2 separate regions of the Arachis hypogaea genome follow, and region 2 is linked to region 1. Evidence: chromatin contacts called from public Hi-C data. All regions are on one chromosome and are shown on one strand. The core of a region is the stretch at or near the end of the contact, and the rest is flanking DNA. Distances in the headings are between cores, read along the strand shown.

Region 1 (4,228 bases), core at 716-3,215:
ATTCAGTCTTTGTTGGCTTTGCTGGGTCTCCAAAATTCACCGTTTGAGCTAGGATATTCTCCTTCTTGAAGTGGTTTTCAAGATTCTGGCTTTCCACTATGATGATTGTAGTTTGTTTCCACGTTAGAAAGTTATTGCCATTTAGCTTATCAGAGATAACTGGTAAATAATATTTGGAGTTGGAAGCGTTAGAAAGGATCATAGTCATGATGTCAACTATTAGGCTCTGGATACCATGAAAAGGTTTCTGATACGAAGTAGTAATGTTGATGATGGAAAAAATGAAATTGTAGAGTGCAGAAAAAAAAAAATAGAAAAAAAATGAATTGAAAGAAAATCATAATTAACTATTATATGTTAAAACTAACTTTTTTATGTACAAGACATTGCTATTTATAGATACATAGAGACATATTATGTAACTGAATTTTGTAACAGAATTTCAATTTTTAACTAAACTACACATAATTTACCAAAATCTGCAGCTTCTTAATCTTGAACCCTGACATTTTGAAACATGTTTTCATATTTTATTAGTTAATTTATTTTTTCTTATCCTATATATATTTTGGTGGAAATTACATGAACCCTTTTCTAAGACAGTCAAGCTCATATCGAAAAGAGTCATCTGAGCCATTCTTTAATACTAATAAGTTGCAACATATAATATAAAACACAATTTTTCAAAGTAACCAACAAAAATGGATACCAAAGACTGGTCGATATAAAGAAAAATATATATTATATTACACATCTGATATATAAAGTTTTATATTTATCAACTAACTTTCCTTAACGCATTTATTATATACATTTAAATTGAATGAAATAACAACATTAAAATCATATAATTAATTTTAACTTTATATAAGTCTGATCTAATTATAAAAGCATTATTTCCCTTTCTTTTTCTTTTTTTTTCTTTTTCTTTTTGGATATTTTGATGAGTTAACTTATGAGAATTTCGTAAAACCAAAAATTTGGATTGGACAATCCAATCCAATATATGACAATTGGATATATAAGTTTGTCTTTATTCCGTATTTTTATGATCTTTTTGCCGCCTTTTAAGATATGGACTAGTACTAGTAGTCTACAACTACTTAACCACTTTGATAACAACCACTATGCATTTCAAAAGTGACTCCAAAATGCATGCCTCTTCCTTTTTTTTTTTTTTTTTCTGTTATTACTACTTGGATTCCATTCTATCTATATATATTCAAAAAGCGGTGATGGTATTCACTCATCTTGAATTAATATGCCAAGTCATTTCCAACTGAAATTGTGTTATTCTTCTGATGAATTCTACTAATTCCAATTTTTTAAAACTATTTTTCACCTAACAATGGAAAAACGAAGTTCTCTAGTCAATGTGGCCGAGAGGGCTTAAGATGACCATAAATGCATGGAAGTTGTATGTATGCTTATGCTTTAGACATGACATATAAATATTTAAATAATGTGTTACGTGTACATGTCTAATATTGAATACTATATTGATTTATGTATAGTATATATGTTTAGATAAGATTTAGATTTAAAGTAAGTCAAATTCATATTTTATTTAATCATGGGTGTGAGGAATTAATCAATAATGATTTTGAAATCTATAATTTTGGTGTCAACTAACAAAATCAATATCTTGAGTCCGACAGACTAAGAATTAATTTATCGCGGATCTGAATTTTATTTAAAAATTTGTCGTTAACTAATGAATTATTGCTGCATGTACAAGACAGAATTCGAATCTCCGATACTTATTTAAACGGATGAGTGAGTTGACTACTCGACCAATCCAAATTAATTAAATTATATTTTTAATATATATTTATATTTAAATATAAATTATATACAAATAACTGAGATTTAATAACTCATTTTTTATATACACATTATGCAGTTAATTTACTAGTAAGTCAATACAGTAACCAAAAAGTTCACACCCGGCACTTACTAATGTGAAAAAATATAGTAATCTCTATACCCGCTATACATATAGGTGAAAAAAGGGATAAATAAAAAAAAGAAGACCAAGAAAAAAAAAAAGAAGAAAATAAAAAATGGTTCAAGAACGGGTAAGAATTCCCAATTGTACCCTCAGGTGTGGTTTTGAATTACTCCTAGTCCAAACCCAGAAGCAAACCCAGCTTGACATGTGCCTCTATATATACCACTTTGTGATCCTTTTCACCCCACGCCCAACACACCCATCTCCCCCCCTCCCTCCTCCCCCTCCTCTAACGGAATCATCATACACACACTCTTTCTTCCCCTTTACATTTCACACACACAAAATCTGTCTTTCTTAATTCACATACACCACCATGCCTGAGGCTCCCAAAGACTACAACCTCGTAGAACAGAACAGGAAGATCCTCGAGTTCATCGAGGATGTGACTTCCAACGCCGACCAAGTCCAACAGAAGGTCCTCTCCGAAATCCTCTCCCGCAATGCAAACGTGGAGTACCTCCGACGACACGGCCTCAACGGCCAAACTGACCGCGACACCTTCAAAAAACTACTCCCTGTCATTTCCTACGAGGACCTCCAGCCCGATATCAATCGTATCGCCAATGGCGATACCTCCCCAATTCTTTGCTCTAAGCCCATTTCAGAGTTCCTCACAAGGTATCTTCTGTTACATTAAAAAACTAAATTGAATAATGTAAGTTATAAATAGTGACATAATATTATCATGTTTTGTTATGTAGTTCTGGAACATCGGGTGGTGAGAGGAAGCTGATGCCTACAATTGAAGAAGAACTGGGAAGGAGGAGCTTGCTGTATAGCTTACTGATGCCGGTTATGAGCCAGTTTGTTCCTGGCTTAGAAAACGGCAAAGGAATGTACTTAATGTTCATAAAAGCCGAGGCCAAAACACCCTCAGGGATCGTGGCTCGTCCCGTTTTAACCAGCTACTACAAGAGCTCATACTTCAGGGACAGACCTTATGACCCGTACACAAACTACACCAGCCCAAACGAGACCGTACTCTGTCCAGACTCTTACCAGAGTATGTATTCTCAATTGCTCTGTGGCCTTTGCCAGAACAAAGAGGTGCTCCGAGTGGGAGCGGTTTTCGCCTCCGGCTTCATCCGGGCGATTCGCTTCCTGGAGAAGCATTGGACCCTTCTTTGCAATGACATAAGAACAGGAAGCGTGAACGGCGAGATCACGGACGTTTCGGTCCGCGAGGCGGTTATGAAGATCCTGAAACCCGACCCGAAGTTGGCGGATTTCATCGAGGCGGAGTGCGGGAAGAAATCTTGGCAGGGAATCATCACTAGGCTGTGGCCCAACACAAAGTATGTGGATGTTATTGTGACTGGGACAATGTCACAGTACATTCCCACATTGGATTACTATAGCAATGGTTTACCACTCGTGTGCACCATGTATGCCTCTAGCGAGTGCTACTTTGGTGTTAACCTTACCCCTCTTTGCAAGCCTAGTGAGGTTTCCTACACTCTTATTCCCACCATGTGCTACTACGAGTTCCTTCCCGTCAACAGAACCAACTCCGACCACACCGATTCTCTCCCCGACAAGGAACAGCAAGACCTCGTTGAACTCGTTGATGTCAAGCTCGGCCAGGAATACGAGCTAGTTGTCACAACATACGCCGGTGGGATTCTTTATTGTCTGTAAGAGTTAAATAAGAATTTGTCTATATATATATATATTAATATCATCTCTGCCTCTTCCAGGACTATACCGCTACAGAGTGGGGGATGTGCTGAGGGTGGCCGGATTCAAGAACAAGGCCCCACAATTCAACTTCGTCTGCAGAAAGAACGTAGTCCTCAGCATAGATTCCGACAAGACAGACGAAGTGGAGCTCCAGAACGCAATGAAGAACGCCGTCACGCACCTCGTCCCGTTCGACGCCACCGTCTCGGAATACACAAGCTACGCAGACACAACAACAATCCCAGGCCACTACGTGCTCTACTGGGAGCTAACTCTCAACGGAACAACCCAAATTCCACCCTGCGTCTTCGAGGATTGTTGCTTAGCCATTGAAGAATCGCTCAACAGCGTTTACCGCCAGGGACGAGTCTCCGACAAGTCGATTGGGCCGCTGGAAATCAAGATCGTCGAACAGGGGACTTTTGATAAGCTTATGGACTATGCCATTAGCTTAGGCGCTTCCATAAATCAGTACAAGACTCCAAGGTGCGTCAAATTTGCACCTGTTGTGGAGCTTTTGAACTCAAGGGTAAC
Region 2 (4,228 bases), core at 917-3,416, 160 kb before region 1:
GAAGTCGTCGTCTTATGTTTAGCATTTTTGTAAAAAATTTTGCTATTTTTGTATAGAATAGATACTTGCAACTCTATTCCTATAAAAAATAATAATTAGTCAGAACTATCGAAAAGATGGGAAATAGGGCCCCACAAAAAATAGAGATGGAAAAAAATTTCCACGGCGAGAATCCGGGCAGAGACAGAGAGCAAATCTGGGGACGGAAATGGGAAGTAGGGAGACATCCCCGATCTAGGACTGGTAATACATACCCTACCGCGGGTACCCAACCCGGCCCAATCTGTTTGGGTAGGGCAGGCTACCCGACTCGCTGCGAGTAGGGTAGAGATCGATCCGGGTATGCCTGCAGGTAGGGTAGGGTACGTGTTTAGAGTGTACCCTATCCTATACCCTACCCGCACCCTATATATAACCCACATTTTATAAAAAATAGATATATAGTGAAAGAAATATATAAAAGTTAAATCCCAAACCTCTCTTATGTAATGACTTGCAATAAATGGACAATCACTAAACTAGTTAGTTAATTTAGTAATTTAGAGCATTAATTTTTTATTTTTTATTTTATTAATATGTATGAAATTTAGAATGATTAAATTTTATATTTGCTTAGAAAAAAATTGATATTTCTACGGGTAGGATAGAGTAGGATAGAATTTAAAACTTTAAGACGTGGGTAGGATTAAGATTGAGAGATTCTCAACCCACAAATAGAATATGATAAAGTTTTAATAAAATTTTTAACTCGTAAATAGAATTAAAGTAAAGTCAAAATTCTATTATACTCTATCCATTACCAATCCTATTTTTATTCCCTGCTCCGTTTCCATCCCTAATTGTATTTTTTAACAAAAAATCGAGATCCGGAAGAATATTTCATTGTCACGGAAAATAGAGATCGAGATGGAAAAAAGTTTTAGGACGTGGGGCGGGTATGAGAGATCATATCTCGTCTCCGCTGTTCTATATTATCATCCATGTATATAATTTCTCTTAATTAACTTTTTAGTGCGAAAAATCAAACTATATGATCGAGTAATATTCACTAACTCTAATGATGATTATAATGGCTAATGCTCTTATTTATAATCCTAATTAAGCAACTAATGGATCTAACGACCAATGATCAACCATCACATTTTTTTCTTATATATACACACAACGAAAGTATATATATCTTTTTATAGAGGCGGGATATATATTTGTTTTAGGGCAAAACACCCTAATAAGCCAAGGCAAGATTTAAGTTACGTAAATAAGCCAAAGTCAAAATCGTTTTAGCAATGAGCCAAACACTATCTTAATGTAATTCGAACCAGCATGGTTCGAACTACAATCGTTAATAATTCGAACCAGAGTGGTTCGAATTAGGCTGAAAAAAGGTTGCATGTAATTCGAACCATGTAGGTTTGAACTCTAATCCCATGTAATTCGAACAGGGCTAGTTCGAATTACACACTCGAAAGCAACCCATGTAATTCGAACCAATCTGATTCGAATTACCCTTGAAGTGGCTCCTTAGTAATTCGAACCGACCTGGTTCGAATTACTCGTGATTCGGCTATATAAGGAGTTCGAATCAGCCTCATTCGAACCATTATTCATTTCCCCTGCCCCACCAAATCCCAGAGAAAACGACCCAGATTCTCTCCGACGAAGACCTGAACGGAATACTCTGCTGATGGGGGACGATCCGGCAAGGTTATATCGCTTGGACGGAGTTGCTCATATAGCTGGGGTCATCAACGACGAGGTTAGTACAGAAATAAGTTCGTGCTAGCGGTTTATGTGACTAAGTGGTTTTGCATTTGGTTTTAGTGGTTTATGTTGGTTTTTTTATGTTGGCGGTTTATGTTAGTTGTTTTATGTTAGTGGTTTGTGTTAGTTGTTTTATTTTAGTGGTTTGTGTTAGTTGTTTTATGTTAGTGGTTTGTGTTAGTTGTTTTATTTTAGTGGTTTTTGTTAGTGGTTTAATGTTAGCTATTTTCTTGTTAATGGTTTTAGTGAAGCTGTTTTACGTTAGTGGTTCTAGTTAAGATGTTTTATTTTAGTGGTTTAGGGGGGGTGGTATATGGTAGTTGTTTTGCATGTGGTAGTCATTCATGGATATTTATGTGGATTGATTTAGTATGATGTTTTGTTGATGATTTATCGTGTTGGTTATGTTTGTCATTGATTACGAAGCTGGTTCTAACAAAGCGGTGCTTGTGATGCGCAGCCTCAGCGATGCATCAGGAGCATGCGGCGGCAGCAGGGCATGCGACTGGATGACAGATACGTTCTGTACTTGCAGATGGCCGGACTATACCATCTTGTAAGGCTGAACGACAGATGGTTCCGGTTAGACGAGGCCCTAGTCAGTGCATTCGTGGAGCGCTGGCGTCTGGAGACGCACACGTTTCATATGCCGTTCGGAGAGTGCACGATCACACTTCAGGATATTGCATACCAGTTGGGTTTGCCGGTGGACGGGCATTACGTGAGTGGTTGCCTGTCAGAGTTCCAGATATACATCCAGGGTGGCCGTCCAGCCTGGGTGTGGTTTCAGGAGTTGCTTGGAGTGACTCCTCCTCCCAGTCAGGTTCAGAAGTACGCAGTGAACTGTAGCTGGTTCCAGGAGACCTTTGGTGAGTGCCCCGAGGGAGCCGATGACGAGACTGTGCGGAGATATGCCCGTGCGTACATCATGATGTTGTTGGGTACGCAGCTGTTTGCGGACAAGTCGGGCAACCGCGTTCACATCAGATGGCTTCCCTACGTTGCTAGGCTGGAGGAGATGGGTACCTATAGCTGGGGTTCTGCGGCACTGGCATGGTTGTACCGGTGCATGTGCCGAGTGGCGAACAGACATGTGGTTAAGTTAGCGGGCCCACTTCAGCTACTTCAGTCTTGGATCTTCTGGCGATTTTCTCTGTTTAGGCCTGCAGGGTATGAGACATTCAGCTGGCCGTTGGCCTCGAGGTACTATACTCAGCCTTCTCTATTTCAATTTAATTTGCATAACTCCATGTTGATTAATAATGTATTACATACCGAAAACACACATTTAGGTTGCCATAAGACACATGTATGATGCAGGTGGTCAGGTTACAACCCTTCCGGTAGCGAGAAGGGTCCGAGAATGCAGATGTGGAGGTTGAGGATAGACCGGTTACAGGACAGGGAGGTGAGTATGCAACTTAAACAGTTTCATTATTTAACCACACTTTATGAGTTGTGTCTATGACTTGTCCTGACAATGGAGGGTTCTCCGTGCAGTTTATCTGGATGCCGTACAGCAGCCCCGACGTACTTCAGGTTGTGCATCCAGAGGCACTGGAGCCTCGGCATATGGCGTTGTGGCGGTCTATGACGTCGCTGATCTACTTTGCCGTCATAGAGTAGCATCAGATAGATAGGGTGCTTCCGCAGTTCGGAGGGGTGCAGCCCCGTCCGGGTCCCGCCCTGAACATCGACTTTCTGATGTCAAAGGATGGCAGAGGTGGTGATAGATGGTTCCCGTACCATTTGCAGAAGTGGCATCTCTATTGGGAGTCCCGTGCGGAGACCGTGCTGAGGTTCGATGTTGTTGCCGACCCTGGACCATCGCATGAGTTCCTCGAGTGGTGGCTTCAGCATGGAAAGAGGTTCTTGTCTCTGGACATGGAGGTAAGTGGTATGGGTCAGGTATGGGTGACGGGGCTGACCCTGGGGACGCTGGACTCGGGTCGGGGCCTCTTGGAGATTACTTTGTTGGTGTACCCACCCATGACCAGCCTCAGCAGGAGGGTACCCCATGGGTTATTCCGGGATCACAGTGGTCAGACTTCCTTGCCTCAGATACGCTAGATGCGGACTTCGGAGGTCAGTAGTTTCTAGAGGAGATTACCGCCATCATGCAGGAGGACGTGCATTCCCGGAGACGAGGTCAGACCTCCGGGACGCAGGCACCCTTAGATGTTGATCTGAACGAGCCTCCTACGGCATCTGTTGGAGACCATTTTGTATTGGGAGGTACACCACCATCAGCCTACACTGCTGCATCAGAGTCCGTTGCCGGGCCGTCTGCGGCAGCCATCCATGTTACGCCACCTGCACAGCCTGCCCCGCATGAGGACGCAGATGAGATAGAGGATGAGGAGCCATTTATCCGCAGAGGTCAGCGGGCACGGGTACCCCGTCGTTGTGGTACGGGCTTGCATCTGTTTAGATGAGTCACGTTTCATGTATTTTGTTCTTTAGGGTT

The links. Hi-C and Micro-C count contacts between places; a contact is called where the count stands out from the background.
Region 2: a Hi-C map of an unstated tissue shows a contact between it and region 1, with 5 times the contacts expected there. The contact joins the promoter of LOC112733205 here to the promoter of LOC112737846 in region 1. A contact is called at or near these places in 3 of 8 Hi-C or Micro-C datasets (leaf and an unstated tissue).

What each region holds. Positions count from the first base shown.
Region 1 is chr13:28,237,509-28,241,736 of arahy.Tifrunner.gnm2.J5K5, reverse strand. It overlaps LOC112737846 (indole-3-acetic acid-amido synthetase GH3.6), which reads left to right and starts at 1,965. Exons shown (of 3, transcript XM_025787976.3): 1 at 1,965-2,632; 2 at 2,716-3,629; 3 at 3,712-4,228. The coding sequence starts at 2,328.
Region 2 is chr13:28,394,507-28,398,734 of arahy.Tifrunner.gnm2.J5K5, reverse strand. LOC112733205 (protein MAIN-LIKE 1-like) reads left to right here and starts at 2,166. Exons shown (of 5, transcript XM_025782082.1): 1 at 2,166-2,204; 2 at 2,297-2,359; 3 at 2,441-2,964; 4 at 3,082-3,169; 5 at 3,262-3,387. The coding sequence starts at 2,166. The coding sequence ends at 3,387.